Regions from separate parts of the Mus musculus genome. Here region 1 is linked to region 2. The links are chromatin contacts, called in public Hi-C maps. All regions are on one chromosome and are shown on one strand. Each heading gives the region's core, a stretch centred on a gene start, on an enhancer-like site or on the middle of the called end of the contact. The rest is flanking DNA. Distances are from core to core; before and after follow the strand shown. Region 1 has its middle 13 kb from the start of Gbp4. Region 2 has its middle 4.2 kb from the start of Abcg3.

Region 1 (2,700 bases), core at 36-2,535, 170 kb after region 2:
AGGGAGAATGTGATCCACCAGCACCCACAGAAGTGATGTCAGGTCATTGGTTTCATGATATGAAAGGGTTTTCCAGAGTCTGCTATGGACTTCAGTTTTGATTTGGCAAAACAAATAGTAGCTTAGAAGTTGACCTCTTGGGCAAATGGCTCTTGACACTTCCACTTTCTGTCTGAGTTGGATTTGCATGCTCTTCCATTTCAGGAACCTTCATGTTTTCACACAGAAAGTCAGCAAAACACACTCAAGATAAAACAGGAAATCTGGAGTAACTATGCCAAAGAAAATTAATGTAGATTCAGCCATTCAAGACACTTAATAGGATATAAGTAAGACATAGCTCTGTTGTGGCTATATCTATGATAGTGAAGGTGACTATATGCACATTGGGCATTGTTTGAAATGGGTAGAATTAGCTTCAAATGTAGTTTTGACCCAACCTCGGGAAGTATTCAGCTGATACTTTGGTACAATTATTATGAAAAACCTCAGTGGTTCAAATATATTGAAATCACGTGTTATTTCTAATGACTTGAGACCTCATCAATTCTTGTTGCTAAGAAATTACTAATTTATCTTGAAGACTAACCGACTGTATTCAAAACTTCAATCCAAGGGAGGTCAGTATAGCTGCTAATCACCAACAAGTGAGGGAGGAAATTATATTCTGGTCAGGCCATACTTTGATCACTGAGGCATGCTGTCAAAAAAAAAAAAAGTCACGTACTTTTAGCAAATTTTTCCTCAGAAATTTGCAAGAAATGACTAGAAGTAGTTTCCATAGATACTTAACAGGATGCCTTTCTCTGAAGGGATATAAAGGTACATCTGTGTACATGTGCACATGGGAACGTAATGTATCGAGACTATTTGGTATTGCTGTATGTGTATGTATTTAGAGCTGACCACTAATGACTAGATAATCTAAGACCCGGATCCTGCTTGGAGAACACTGATTCTCCCTCTCAGCAGCATTGATTGCCTATAGATATTCATCTAGGTGGTGGGCTTTTGAAATTCCCCTAATGTGGCAATCTTCCCTGTGAGGATTTCCTCCCATAGTGCTATGTACACTGCCAGGGATAAAAGCAGTCAGTAGTCCTACCCTGAGCTTGCTAACATCTTTCTGACAGCTGGAAGACAGACTGGAGCTCCTCAAACCAACCACAGAGCACCATCAGTACAATAGCAGCAGCCACAGCAAAAGAAACAAGAGCCCAGGCTGAGCAAAATCTGTACTACAGAAGAAAGGAGCAGGCAGCAGGCTGCAAAGACTATAGCAGTACCCAGAACTGCTAGAATCCTGTGACAAGTATCTGCAGAAGGCTTAGGCTTGGGCAGTGTTTCCTGCTTAGTCTTACTTTCTTTATATGTTCACATTCAGACAATCTGGACCCAAGTGATCCTGAAATCTGTCTTCTGACTGGAACATCATACCCTGTGGCATGTGTATACATGTGCATGACCACGACTGAATGAAAACATATAACTTTTTGCAGGAAAAAAAGACTGACCAGGCATTGACTAAACCTGAGAAAAAGTACCTCAAAGCCTAGGGCTTCTCCCTCTATCTAGAGTTCACTGAAGCTTCAGGACTTGTCCTACAATTGCAGGCCAGGGGACAGGCTTTGCCTCAGCCTCTGCTGCTATTCCTGCTGTCTACTAACAAGAATTCATTTAAAGATCCAGACTTCCCGCATCAGCAACCAGGGTTGCCATCACACTTCTCACAATGGTACTGGATCTCTGCTAACAGCCACGACTCTCAAGAATTCAAATGCACTCCAAATGTATTGGTGAATGCCTGTGGCAATCAGTTTTATTCCATTTAAAATGTTAAACCTGAGTTAGTAATCAAACATCTTATTTTAGACTGTCTATGAGTGACAGTTGAGGCATTATCATCCCATGTAGCATAACTCAGTTTATTATATACATATATCCCATCATCTGAGATATATGTATATAATAAACTGGCCAGGTAGTATATCCTCAACTTCTATAAGTAACATCTATGTCTTGAGGTGGCAACAGATGTTTAATTGGACCTGATATCCATAGAATAATAACAAAATAAAGTAAAATTTGATTTGATATCTGCCTACCTCATATTTTGAGAAAGTAGCTGACATACTCCAGTAGGAGATACTCACTGCTAAACACTCCAGCAGGTCAGGAAGTGTGTGTGTGTGTGTGTGTGTGTGTGTGTGTGTGTTTGTGTGTGCGTGTGTGTTATACTGAGATATGGAGAGTATATGTTTGAGAGCTCTGACATCTCAGTAGATACACTGGGGTACACAATGTATCTACCACCTGTGTTTTTAAGGACTGAAATGTTTGAAGTCATAATATATCTTTTACATTTGCCTTCTCTGTACATTTGAGAAAATACTCACAACTAACACACTTATTTCTTGTAGACTTGGCCACAATAGAAAATGTTTGGTCCTTTGATGGCTTTGCTTTCTAGAAAGTATCTAATACAAACCCTGTAAATGCTACCTTCCTTCCATCTAAACATGTGATAGGATTCCCCCCTGTTCTGCCTTCTCAGTTCACAGCTCTTCTCCTCTCCCTGTTGAAGTATCTCAGTCATTGCAGATATCCATTCTCCTTCCTCACATTATGCTCAGTAAAGACAGTGTTCTTCCTTTCCTCATTGGTGATTGACGTTAGACTTGTTCCATTTTTCTTCCCATA
Region 2 (2,804 bases), core at 131-2,630:
AAGGTTCATTCTCTCTTTTTATTTTTATGTATTTGGATGTTTGTCCACAGGAATGTAAGTGCACACTGTGTGTGTGCGCGCGCACCCACTGAACCCAGAAGAAGGTGTCAAATCCCCTAGAACTTAAGTTAGAGAAAGCTGTGAGCCACCATATTGGTACTGGGAATTAAATCCAGGTCCTCAGGAAGAGCAGCCAGTGGTCTTAATCACTGATCCATCTTCCAGACCAATCCAGGTATGTTTATATACAAACATTTGTCAAACTATAATTCTTATTAACTCACAGTAAGCTGAAATAGATGGATGTCAGAAACATACCTGACCTATGGTACATCTTCCTCATTTTTCCCCTTTTTTATTAAATTACTATTAAATACTCTATTTAATATACTATTAAATATTTATTATTAAATTATTATTAAATATTCTCATATGCGGGGAAGGGTTGTACACACCTTGAACCCCAGCAGTATAGAGGCAGATTCTTTCTTTATGGCCTTAAAGGTAAGTGATTTTCTATAAATTTCATGATTGTATATACCATCTCCCACGGTAAAAATTTTTAGGAATAAGAACCATTTTACTGGCTTTCATACTTGGTGAAAAATGTGTCCTTAGGACAGAAGCAAACCCATCACACAGAGAGTCCCTGGCTTGTGATGGTTGACTCAGCCATTTCTCAATTTCAAGATGATGTTATGGCCATGTATACTTTTTAGAAACTGTACTTTCACTTTTTAAAAGTGTGTTTTTGTTGTTGTTGTTGCTTGCTTGCTTGTTTGTATGTTTGAGCAGGATCTTCATGGACTAAAACCAGTGAGTTGCTCTGTAGTCCAGGTTGTTCTCAAACTCATGGTCCTTACGCCTTAATCCTTACTCTGTAGCTCCTACAAGCTTGTACCACCACACCAGGCTGCACTCTGAACTGTGAATTTTGATATTTGCTGTGTTGAGCGGCTGCAATAAGTTGTGGCTCCCAGTCAGTCACGTGATCAGAAAGACAATTGAGTGACACATTTCATTGTGCTGCAAGTTATTGCCTTCAGTTGTCTAGTGCTTAGGTATGTTAAATGCATTTGTAAACTGTCAATACTTTCAACTTACAGCGGATTTATAAGGGTCGGTGTAATATCCTTATAGGTAGACCTGTATAAAAAAAAATAATAATACATACAGGGGATAGAAGTGCATGATGTGAAGACAGGACTGGCAACTTCAACAAAGTGACAGGACTCAACATTAATTCACAAAGATTAGTAGCCTTCCCATACACAATGGCAAATGATCTGGGAAAGAAATCAGGGAAACTGTGCCATACTTCCCAAGACAGTCTCAAATAGCTGGCAAGCTTGTTTAAAGGAGGAACCTTCTCAGAGAAATGACTAAAGCAGAGCAGGAGAAGTCACCACTAGGAGGCAGTATGCTCCTCACTTACAGTAACTACTTTCACTTCTGCCCAATTTCCCAGAATTACAGTTTTTAAAATATTTCTCCCCAGGAATAACTTCTCAAACAGAAAATATCTGTTGTGTTTTTTTCTTTACCGTTGGAAACCTAGTAATCTAGAGGTGTAGCTCCCAAGTGATCTTGATTGAACATTTAGAATTAATTATGTTTTTATTAGTTGTCAAATAATTAGAGAAAGATGACACCTGAGATTTGTAAGAGGAATTATTGTCACTTGGGGAGGAGCAGGGATCTGTCTGCCGCAGCTTTAGACTTCTGCATGGAGGGGTAATCCTTGGGTTTTGCACAGCTCATCAAGGCACACATCCTCCAGTTCCTGTTGTAGCTGAGTAGAGTGGTCATATCCTTGCTGCTCAGCTCAATGCCAAAGACCTTAAAGTTCTCAGCAATATGCTCTGGAGTCACAGAATTGGGGATCACTACCAAGTTCTTCTGAATGGGGAACAGGATCACTATCTGGGCTGCAGTTTTATTGCACTTGGCTGCAATTGCCTTGATCCTGGATCCTCCAGGAGAGAAGGGTCTTCAGGCTTGGCCCAGGGCCTATCAGGAGAACCAAGGGGGACTGTATGTAGTCACCATGATGCCTTTGCAATGGCCGTACTCAATCGACTTCTCCTGAGTTAGGTATGAGTGGCACTTGATCTGGTTAACTGCAGGCTTATATTTTAAGCCAGGTTTGTTCAAGATCCTCTCAATCTGAAGAGGGTTGAAGTTGGAGATACCAATTGTTAGAGGCAGCCTTGCTCCTGCAGTTCCCCTCAATCCTGTCTCAGCAGTGCCACTCAACTGACAAGAACTGGACACATCCCTGCTTTGCTCCAGACCAGAGACTCCCCTAACCTTAGTGGAATCCAAGAACCTGCTGACATGAACTTCTTCCCAGTCCTGGTGTGGACTCTGTGTGCATTCTACCTGAGCCTGCAAATGGGTGGCCGTGCTGACCCAACAGATGAATAGGGGGAGAGTTCACTGAAGTAGAATTAAGGTACCAGTTTACCTCCATGCTGCTGACCTGCTCCTTTGTCCCTTTATCACTCTGAGTTCTGCACCAAATGTCTAGGAGAATAAATTAAGGACCCTGAAGCTAGGTGCCTGGACATGGCCCAGTCTCCAAGGGGCACTCCCTTGTTTAATCCTTCCTGTGAAAACACAATGGTTCACTCTGCAGCTCCCCCCGCCCTGCTTTGTGTTTCAACCTTTAGTTTGAGGCCAAGAAGAGCAAAAAGTCAGAGGCTGAGAGAGAAGCCAGATTGAATCACTCAGCTTGGAGAGGAGTTTGAGCCAGAACAGCTGAGTTGAGCAGCCAGTCAGAGCTCAGAAAGAACAGGAAAGGG

The links. A called contact is a pair of places that touch in the nucleus more often than the background predicts.
Region 1: a Hi-C map of Kupffer cells shows a contact between it and region 2, with 4 times the contacts expected there. The contact joins two enhancer-like sites. A contact is called at or near these places in 8 of 39 promoter capture datasets (the C10 cell line, embryonic stem cells, frontonasal cranial neural crest and 3 more), 2 of 15 datasets of contacts at CTCF or cohesin (large pre-B cells and pro-B cells), 37 of 484 Hi-C or Micro-C datasets (B cells, the Ba/F3 cell line, the C10 cell line and 19 more), 12 of 115 datasets of contacts at active chromatin or transcription factors (the 230-238 cell line, bone marrow-derived dendritic cells, cardiomyocytes and 8 more) and 3 of 9 other capture datasets (adipose tissue, embryonic stem cells and liver).

Annotation. Positions count from the first base shown.
Region 1 is chr5:105,150,881-105,153,580 of GRCm38.p6, forward strand. No RefSeq gene overlaps it. Among named protein-coding and RNA genes, the nearest start is that of Gbp4, 13 kb to the left of the region's middle. Within about 2 kb of position 1,286, at least 14 of the 459 cell types and tissues checked have an H3K27ac peak or open chromatin away from gene starts, as enhancers often do. A contact at or near this core is called in CD8 T cells, Kupffer cells and regulatory T cells, where this site is marked.
Region 2 is chr5:104,985,506-104,988,309 of GRCm38.p6, forward strand. No RefSeq gene overlaps it. Among named protein-coding and RNA genes, the nearest start is that of Abcg3, 4.2 kb to the left of the region's middle. Within about 2 kb of position 1,381, at least 12 of the 459 cell types and tissues checked have an H3K27ac peak or open chromatin away from gene starts, as enhancers often do. A contact at or near this core is called in CD8 T cells, Kupffer cells and regulatory T cells, where this site is marked.